2 separate regions of the Mus musculus genome follow, and region 2 is linked to region 1. The links are chromatin contacts, called in public Hi-C maps. All regions are on one chromosome and are shown on one strand. The core of a region is the stretch at or near the end of the contact, and the rest is flanking DNA. Distances in the headings are between cores, read along the strand shown.

The links. A called contact is a pair of places that touch in the nucleus more often than the background predicts.
Region 2: a contact with region 1 is called in a Hi-C map of cerebral cortex, with 2.7 times the contacts expected there. The contact joins two enhancer-like sites. A contact is called at or near these places in 3 of 484 Hi-C or Micro-C datasets (cerebral cortex, extraembryonic endoderm stem cells and forebrain), 2 of 115 datasets of contacts at active chromatin or transcription factors (differentiating embryonic stem cells and embryonic fibroblasts) and 1 of 9 other capture datasets (embryonic stem cells).

The regions. Positions count from the first base shown.
Region 1 is chr3:152,838,703-152,843,746 of GRCm38.p6, forward strand. It overlaps St6galnac5 (ST6 (alpha-N-acetyl-neuraminyl-2,3-beta-galactosyl-1,3)-N-acetylgalactosaminide alpha-2,6-sialyltransferase 5), which reads right to left. Exons shown (of 5, transcript NM_012028.5): 4 at 1,442-1,549. It also overlaps a transcript of Pigk not described here. Among named protein-coding and RNA genes, the nearest start is that of Gm46830, 59 kb to the right of the region's middle. Within about 2 kb of position 2,684, at least 14 of the 459 cell types and tissues checked have an H3K27ac peak or open chromatin away from gene starts, as enhancers often do. A contact at or near this core is called in cerebral cortex, where this site is marked.
Region 2 is chr3:153,482,144-153,487,187 of GRCm38.p6, forward strand. The region is part of intron 2 of St6galnac3 (ST6 (alpha-N-acetyl-neuraminyl-2,3-beta-galactosyl-1,3)-N-acetylgalactosaminide alpha-2,6-sialyltransferase 3); the gene reads right to left. Among named protein-coding and RNA genes, the nearest start is that of Gm46831, 25 kb to the right of the region's middle. Within about 2 kb of position 2,783, at least 18 of the 459 cell types and tissues checked have an H3K27ac peak or open chromatin away from gene starts, as enhancers often do. A contact at or near this core is called in cerebral cortex, where this site is marked.

The DNA of each region.
Region 1 (5,044 bases), core at 1,434-3,933:
CCATGGGTGGTCTTGAAGGTAGGCCTTTTACAAAAGCCTATTTCTGACTCTTGTCTATGCCCTTCACACAATGTATGCTATCTGGTTTTGCCTTACCATTCCCACAGCACCTGACTGAACCAACTTAAACGAGGAATGATTTATTTCAGCTACCGGAATCAGAAGGTTCAGACATTATGGTGTAGAAGATGTGAGAAAGAAGGACAGCTCATGTCCTGGGGGCCAGGAAACAGAGAAGGGAACACTCAGACCCCCAAGGCTTTATTTTATCTACCTGGATCACAGCCCATGGGGTTGTACTGCTCTGCTCAGTCCACACAGGGAAATGCCCTCAGAGACAAACTCAGAGCTGTACCTCAACCTTCTAGGTGAACTTAATGAAGATTAACCTTCATTCCACATTACATCCTGACCTTCACCCATCACAGCCCCTCGATCTTGGACAAGCCTCTAGAACCCTGAGTTGCATAAATTCTTATTCTTCATAAGATCCCCCAGTGTGTGGCATTCAGTTCTAGCAGCAGAGAGATGACTAGCAGGGAAGGGACTAAGTATGATTTTCAATCTTGCTCTGTCTGTTCAAAGTATAATTCTTGCCTGAAGACCTATGACCTTTGAGGCACAGTCAGGTTTGAAATGAGTGAAGGGCAATGTACTCATGCATTTTAGCCAACAAGATGTAACTAACTCCTGTGCAGGTCTGATGGTCTTAAACATCAGGGGTGAAGTCATGAGGAGGCCATGGGCATCTCTGAAAATCAAGGAGATTTCAGGATTGATTGGCCTCAGGATTCCCTCTACATCCATGAGTTCTGTAGGCTACTTTCCACAAACCAAGCCCTTGCAAAGAGCCCAGTGCTTCTGTAGACACATAGTATTCTCAGCCTGGGCACAGGTCAGGAGAGGCCTCCAGACATCAAGCAGCAGAGATGTGTGCACACTGCCTTTAAAGTGATGGAGTCAAATACTTGTGCCTGTTGTTTTGGCTCTAGGAATATGAACCAAGACTAGACTGTGGTCAGAGGAAGAGACTCGAAGGAATGTTATAATTTCAGGAAACTCTCAGTCCAAGGAATTGCCCCATGGATTCATTTAAACATCACTGCATTTCTTCCAAATGGAAAGGAAACTCAAAATTCTTAATGCCTGTTCATCATCAATATTATGCCAATTATTGCATTACTTTTGGCTGATAAATATTCAGAGAATAAATGAAGCCCGTAAGATGGATTCTCTAGGAGTACAAATAAAAACTTTCAATATTTTCCATCACATAATTAAATGACGTTTGCTGTTTCTGCAGCCAGGACCTGGGACATGCTAAGTCATTGCTCTGAGAAGGTGCATTGGCATGTTTTGTGTTTGATGTTCAGAATCAGCTGATGATTTCTCAGCCCTAAATGGCTCTGCTGATGAAGTACCTTCACGGAATCAATCCTACCTGCAGAAGTCTGGGGGCACCATGCCGTAAACATCGATCCTGTCACACAGCTCCAGAGCAATTGTCATGGTGAACCAGCCAGTGCTCAGCCAAGTGTTGGAGATCTTCCTGGAAGGAACAAGGGTGAAGTCTGCACTCTGGTAAAGCAATCCCAGACTCATAGCCATGCTGGAGCCAACTATTAAACAACCTCCCACCCGTAACGCACACACGCACATACGCCCATGCACACACACCCCACATGCACACATGCACATGTGCACACACATGTACCCTACATGCACCCAGGCACACAGGCAAGTACTCACACATGCACTTTCTCTTACTCTCTCCCATTTGGTACACATTAGAATTTTGATAGACCAAAATCTCTTCTAGTACATGCATAACTAATGTTGATGCTTAAGGGATTTCTACATCATTAAAGATAATGATCATTGTTTGAATGCTTAAGTGTGTGCTGCCATAATTCAATTGTAGGATGCCAATATCCATGTGGCCATTTGTTATTAATGAGAAAATTTGACTAGAAATTCTCCCTGTGTCCCTAAATAAGCTAGATTACAAATAATATAAATATCGATAAACAAGTAGGTCTTGCTACCTCTCTTTCCATCTATCTATTAATCTACCCACTTATCTATCATCTATATATGTATATATGCATGTGTGCATGCATGTATGTATGCATGTATATAACACATCTATCTTCTCATATTTATCACCATCATTTGTCACTTATCTATCACCAATCAGTTTCATTCTGTCATCTATTATCACCTATTACTTATCAGTCATTAATCTATTATCTGTCTACACAACCATCTACTCATTTATCATGTATGTATATATGTATCTGTCCATCCGTCTGCCCATCCATCCATCCATCCATCCATCCATAGGTGAAAGATTGTCCCAAAGCACATTAAGAACACCAGCGTTATGACTGAATTTCTTTTCTTAGGAGCACATGCGCTTGGGAAGAGCTGAGGAAGAGAGCCAGAAGTATGCTTGCATCTCATAGAGCCTCTACATTTACCTTACCTAAGGTCATTCGGAGCCTTCTGAAATGTCTAAGTCCCAAACTGACAAGTTTAAGGAAATAAATCTGTGCATTTTGCCATTCACTAACATGTGCATTCAGACGTCTGAGTGGAAGCTGGACAAGCAGCCCAGCCTCAGGAGACCAGTGGAGACACATCGGCAGGAGACCAGTGGAGACACATCGGCAAGGTCTAATTTGAGTCCTGAGAATGAGTCACTGGTCTCCATGCTCCACTGCTGTGGGTGTTAATTTCAGTTCTTCTGGGACTGCTGCCTTTTCTTTCTTCAGTGCCATGGCATGCCTCATTAGCCAGCTCCAAACACCTTATCCCCAAGGTCAGACTGTCTGACTTTGCCCAGCCACAGAGCTGTATGTGAGGTGAATCGCAGAGCTGAAGAAAGCGCTTTCCAGATGCACTGCAGAGCTCCGCACTTTGGGAAGGGAGACTGTTAAACAGTTTGCTTTATTCCCCTTCATGCAGGGATAGGAAATACTTCCAAGAAGGCTTTTGCCTTGCAGAGAGCCTGTCGGACATGGGTGGGCTTCAGCTTCAAACATGTTTTCCTCCTCTCCAGAGCTTCCTGACCGAGCTTGTCACAGCCCCTACAGATGAGGAGAGCATGAGCCCCACACTCTCGTGTTTCTGTCACGTGCAGCTGGATAACCTGGATGGCTTGCTGCTCATCCCTGAGCCTCAGATTATCTACAAAGCAGGTACTAGATGCTCTGTCCCCTGGCCATTTGAGAATGTTAGAAAATATCCACAAAAGGGCCCCAGGCGCGGGCGGTGGTGACACATAGAGATCCCTCTCTTCTCCCCTGGCTGCTGGGGTGAGTGGACGAGGTAAACAATTTAGCATTCCTTCAGTGCTGTTTAGTGTCCAGGAAGAAGACCCTTCCAACCCTCTGGTGCTGGGGTCTGATGGAGGAGGTGCAGCCGTAGCCAGGGCAGCATTTATAAAGAACAGAAGTGCCAGCTTTTGCAGGTGTTAGTATATTCCTTGCCGCTCTCTCACTAGGGCTACACCTTCATAAGGCTTTGGGCTAGAGGGCCTGGGAAGGAACTGAATGAGAATGGGAAGAGGAGGAAGAGCCCTCCTTTAAAGGGGAGCCCATGTGCGTACCTCTGCTGTGTTAATGTACTGGGCAGTTCTTCCCAGACTAGTCTGACAGAGCCCAGGAAAAACACAACCCTCACTCACATCCCAGAGATCCCTGAGAGATCTGGGAACCAATGGTCACACCCATACCTTCTGCCTTTCCATCCCCAGGAAACACCAACCAGGGCTTTCCTGGGAGCAGAAACTCCTGGGAAGTTTCCCTGTGATGCCACAGCCTAGAATACAGGAGGATGTGCGGCCACAGGAAGGGGGTCTGCAGGTGGAAATGGGAAGAATACAAAGTGGAGGACTAGAAGAACTGAAGTGAGGCACTCTTTTAAGTGCCACTTAAAATTCCCCAGACTTCCTAAATAATAGCCTTGGGATCACACACCATAGAAACGCAACTGCTTTGTTCTGTCTTCCTGAAAGAATCGGAACTCTTTTTTTTTTCCCCTCCAACAAAGGAATATCTACTGTTTTTACAGTTAATCAGCTGTAATGAAAGAATATGAAGAGCTGTCATGTGCTTATTAGAGAAAATTAGCAGATATTCTTTTATATGATGAAGTAACACACTGAGCTGATAACGCTATAGTGCACACTAAATTACAATTAAAGGCCTTTCTGCTCTGCCAGAGTCTCATTTATAATCTCAATGGAATATTCTTCCTGCAGTTATTTCATTTATGCTTCCTTTATGTAATTACTATAATATTGGTTCTGAATCATATTTTCCTAATGTGCCCTTATTCAATTATAAAGTTATTTTCAAGTATAGTTACTTTCTAATATCAAAGAACATGATTTGGCCATCTCTGTCATCTGCGGGGCTTCTTAATTGCAGAGTGTTCACGGGTCATTTTCATCTCCATTTTTAAGGGTAAAACTTCCTATAAATCAAAAATCTCCTGACTTGGCCCATGTCTTAAAAAATATTAGCCTGAACAGAATGTTCCAGTGACGAGTTTGGTGTGGATAGAAAGCCAACTCTTTAATGTGTCTTCAACATATGCGCTCATATTGTTGGATGTCTCTGCTTACATACAAGGAATATTTTCAACCCAAAAGTTCTGGGTTTCAGGCAAGTGGAAATCTGTTCTGCAAGGCTGTTTCTGTCTCCCAGCCTAAGAATAAGGACGCATAAGAATAATGAGTCAATAGCAGGCTAGCTTTGTAAAGACAGTCTCCTAAGGTAAGAGATGCAAAGCTCCTTCAGAAGGATCGATACGCTTCGGCATACAACAAGGTCATGGGTGAGATTGCCCGAGCAGGGCAGAGTGGGTGATACCTGGGGTATATCTGCGGAAGAGGCCCAGGAGCTCAGCTGCAAAGACTTGGCTCACTTCTTACAGCTGGACTAGCAAAGAGAGATGTCTGAGCCGAAGGCCATCCCTGGTCAGGCTACAGGGAGGAGTAAGGTGTGTCTTATATGAGACTGTTCCTTAGGGACCTCAA
Region 2 (5,044 bases), core at 1,533-4,032, 640 kb after region 1:
AAAATCTATCACGCCAAGGTAATTTCAATTTCTGCAGCCTCGCTGTGTCTCGGGAGATCTCAGTCTCACGTGGTTTGGGAGAGGGGTGGCTACACCCGGCATACAGAGCTTCAAATTAGAGTGAGTAAATGGAGACTTGGCTGCGTGCTTTTGAAAGGCTGCCAGGCTCTGCTCAGCTGTCTTTTCTACATCAACTCTCATGTGCGAAGGAAATCAGAGAGAACAAGTTGCTGAGAACGATGCTCTTCCGCATGTGAAATGTACAGAAATCACAGGTGGTCTCCCGGACTAAATTAGACTTTCAGGGTAAATCAATAGGGTCAGCAAGTGCGTGAGGCAATAAAACTAGACCAGACCAGTCACGGCTAAATAATAAGTTATCCCTGTCAATGTGGAATCTTAGAAAATAAATGGCGGAGGCCACTTTCCAAGCGTACTCTGTATGGGCTATTTTAATTGGCAGGATGCTCTAAGAATAAAATTCTCTTCATGGCAAGTTCTCTCTGAGTTTCTAGAGCATAGATTTTGAGCACCAATGGGAGAAGGGGGTTTTCTCATTGTACAACTGGTAGCGTGTATTCAAATCCAATGTTTACAGATCTCTAAGTTTCAATCTCATTATGGGGCTTCTCAAATAAAACTCAAGCACACATTATAATCCATTAGGCACTGTGGGCGTGTTGGGTTATGTATGCAAGGAGACCAGAGGTCGAGGTTGGGAGTTGTCCTTTATGGTGCTGTGCTTTTTGTGTCTCTCTGTCTCTCTCTGTCTGTCTCTGTGTCTGTCTGTCTGTCTCTCTCATTCCAGGACACTATCCCTCTCTGAACTAGTCAGTTCTAGGGTTTTCTGAGCAGGTGCTGGGGACAGACATGCAGGTCTTCATGATTGTACAGACAAGCACCTGACCAAGCCATCTCCCTGGCCCTTGTCATTTCTTTTTAACATAATACTCTATAAATTACATGAGAGAGTCAATAATATATCATAAAAAAGGTTTTCAGTTAGATTATTTTGACAACAGTTGGTGACTTTAAGTATTCTAAGCTCATTTAAAGAAGTCTAAGCCAAATGTGTTCTGTTTTTTACTTCTCTCTTCTCTCCTCCCTCCCCCTCCATACTTATGGGCATAGGAAAATATACACACATCTATATTCTTAAAATTATTCTTAAACAAATGCATAGGGGCATATGTCAAAGACACACTAGAATCAGTTAAGAGGAATCAATAGGACAATTAAGTTAGTTTAATAGACAACGGAAAAGGCTGCCAGAGCTGAGCAGATGGATAAATGGACAGACAGGAAGGGTGGATGAATATGATCTTCAAGCTACATATCCAGAGAGCATAATGCTCTAGAGTAAGCAACCCCATGCCTGTTAGAAGTCCTTTCCTTGTGGCTGGACGACAGTCACTTGCATCTTGGTTCTCTGCATGTTGGTAGCATCTAAACTTCGCAGGCTCTGGACTGGAACCAATGGTAAAGAGTAAGGCAGATGAAATCCCATTGGCTAACAATCAGGTGATCTTTCAGTAGGCTTGTTAGAAGATGCTCTAGAATGACAGCCACCCCATGGCAGGGAGAGTGTTAGGAAGAGAGGAGGGAGTGCAGAGGGGGCAAGGCTTGTGGTCATGTGAAGCAGACATGTTCCACAAGCATGGCCATTCTGCCCTCAGCAGACATCCTTTGTCCTCCTCTGGCATGTCATTCTAGGTGTCTGCATTGTGCTGATCAGACCCCACAGCCATCAGAATGGTGAGCAGAGTAAACGTCACGGTTTGCTGGCATCCTCAGATATCTCATGATAGAGACACAAATGGACTAAGGCAGATGGCCAAGTAAATGAAAACCTGTGTCAGGTGTCAGCAACAACTCAGGGCGTAGAGTAATGATTCGGGCACAAAGGATGTGGATACAGGCAGGGAGGGGAGGAGACAGGAAATGCACATTCAGAAACGTGATGGTGGAGGGCTTCTCCATAAGCAACATGATTCCAAACCAGACCTTTCTGCAACTTGTATGTGCTTCTCTACCATAACACCATGTCAGCATCCTCTACAACACTTCACCACTTGTGTGTGATTCACTCACATGTTTACTGGCTTCTATTACATCAACGAGTTCCAGGAGGCTCAATACAGGTCTTGTCCCCTAGCTTGGCTCCTAGCTCAGTGTCTGGCATCTAGTGGCTACCATACCTCGGATGGATGGATGGATGGATGGATGGATGGATGGATGGATGGATTGGATAGGTGGGTGCATGGATGAATGGGTGGATGTAGGAATAGATGAAAGGATGATAGATGGACAGATGGTTAGATGAATGAGAGAGTGTACCTCATAAAGTCAATTCTCACAGATGCCTTAAACCACTTTTCATGATCACCTTTATGGCAGAATGCCAGGGAACCATACTATTTCAAGGCACTGGCACACTTTCAGTATTTTAAGCAAATAAAATGCAAAAACTCTCAAAGGGCTTGGGAGATAGGATCACTCGTATGGACTGTCTCTCCTCTTTGTACTCCACAGGCTTTTGCTACAGATCTGGATTGGAAGGAAATGGGACAGAGATTTCTGACCTTGAGGACAGGACAGTGGCACACACAGCAGGGATCGAAAGACTGCCTCCTGCTCTCCATCCTGGCTGCATGCCTGGTTATTTCTGGCTTGGACTACTTTCCGGAGCTTTCTAGGATTCGGGCTTCTGTGCAACTCATAACACATACTGATTTGACCCTTTTTATTTTTTTCCCACATCTCTACATTGGGAGTTTCCCATCCTGCTTAGCAACCCTTCACTTTCCCTTTATAGATGCTCCATGCTGAGAGGCAGCAGCCATGAGGGAGGTGTGAGGAAGGCGCGTGGCTGGAGATGCCCACTTCGCTTCTGTCACTAGGCAGGAGAGGGAAGGCTGCTCTGCTTGCAACATTCTGAGGCGTCATTTATCACAGGAACTACAGAGAATCTGGAGGAACTCATTTGGGGTGTATAATCTAAAAGGATAGCCTGAATTAGTAAGAATAAAAATGTGTATTGCTTGCACACAGACTCTTCAGCATAGAGAAAGCTGAGACACACTTCACCTGTGACCTTACCAGGGGCAGCACTTCAGCATCCTTAATTAGAAACTGCCCGTTTCCTCCTGTGCCTTAGAAAGACAGCGCCCAGATTAGACTCCAGATATCCTCACTGCTTCCTCTGGCAGAGCCTGGCTCCACCAGGGAACTACTTGTTTACAAGGCTGCAGAACCAATGCACCTGCCCGCCCCACCCATTCCACCTGCAAAGCAGGGGCCAAGGTTGTCTAATCACTTGGTGACTTCTCCCCTAGCACAGCTGTGTGCCCTTTCTCAATGCCCTTGACTTTACCACCCCAGAATGTTCTCTTTACTACGAAAGAGGCCACACAACCCCACTCGTATTGTGGAGATCCCTCGTAGACCACAGAGACAATGATGTCCCGTCACTGTGACACACAGACCCATACATTCTAAGAAAATACTCAACTTGGGCTTGCATATCTTGGAATCTTTGGACAATAGCTGTTTTCTCCCCATTCAGCATATACAAAAGTAAGATCTCATAGCTCACAGATGCACAGAGGGAACACAGCCACAGTGACTAATATTTGTGTCATGCTTTGAAGTTCACTGCAAGGTGCCCATCAACATAAGCACCCCTGGCTGTTCTCTGACCCTGTGCTTCCTCCCTGATGAGATCACGTGATCCTGCAGTGTCTTGTGAGAACACTCTATCTGCATGGCTTCTCCATCCCTTCCCATCCCTAAGTGCAGAATCTCTGAATGCAGTGGCTCCAGCCTCCATGTGCATCTCTATGGATCACGAGTGTCTGTCTTCTGGGAGTTATCAATCTCCTGACACTGGATTAGAAGAGGAACCTGTCCCGTGTTGCTCACACCCTACCCCAAGTGCCTCAGATAGACACGCAGGAGACACTCGCTTATCGTAGATGGTTGTTGATGAGTAACTGAGCTGACTTTATACTGGATCAAGTCTTTCTTTACAGGAGCAGCCTAAGGAGGAGAAACGCTTAGTTCCATGTATAATTCCCATTTGCGGCAAACAAGACAGCTTAAAGCAGTTCAAGGCATATCTGCTAACTGTACCTTGCTGGACACGGCTGGGAATGATCTGGTTTCTTGCCTTTTCTGGATTCTAGAAACTTCCACAGTTCACTGGCTAAAGACCCATTTGTCCATCTTCAAAACTGGCAGCAGGGCCTCCTGGACTCTCCCATCTCTAACCTCAACTTACACAGACATGATTGGCTAAGTGGGAACAAAATTTCTTTCTCCAGGCCCTTAGTATCACCAACCCTGAAATAGCCCATTTGGCATGAAAGGGAACATATTTACTGGTTCCAGGGATTCAAGCTGGAAAGTCTCTGAACAGGACTATTCTGTCTGCCATCTTAATCCCTCCCCTGCAGAGGTGATTGGAGAGACAGATCACAGATTATGCTGTGAAACTCCTTGATGGTCCATCAGAACTGGAAGAAGGGAAGGTGCCTGTCAGAAGAGAAGTCACTGGTATCCACGTGTGTTGGTCTGAACACGGCACCTACAAGCGTATATATTTGAGTTGGTAGAGTGTGGCCTTGCTGGAGTGGGTGTGGTCTTGTTGGAGGAAATGTGGGCTTTAAGGGTTCAAAAGCCAAGTCAGGCCCAGTGGCGCTCTCTCTCTCTCTCTCTCTCTCTCTCTCTCTCTCTCTCTCTCTCTCTCTGCTGCCTGTGGATGAAGATATAGAACTCTGAGCTCCTTGTCCAGCACCATGTCTGCCTGCACGCCGCCATGCTTCTCACCACGAGGATAATGGACTAAATCTCTGAACTGTACTCCAGGCCCAATTAAAGATTTTCTTTATAAGAGTTGCTGTGGTCATGGTGTGTCTTCACAGTGACATTACATTGTCAAAGTCACCACATCACACTTGGCCCTCCTTACTATTCCTCATCTCTCACCATTATGACAACGGTCTTTCAGTAGTTACCGATGTCTCATGAACAAAAAATCACCACC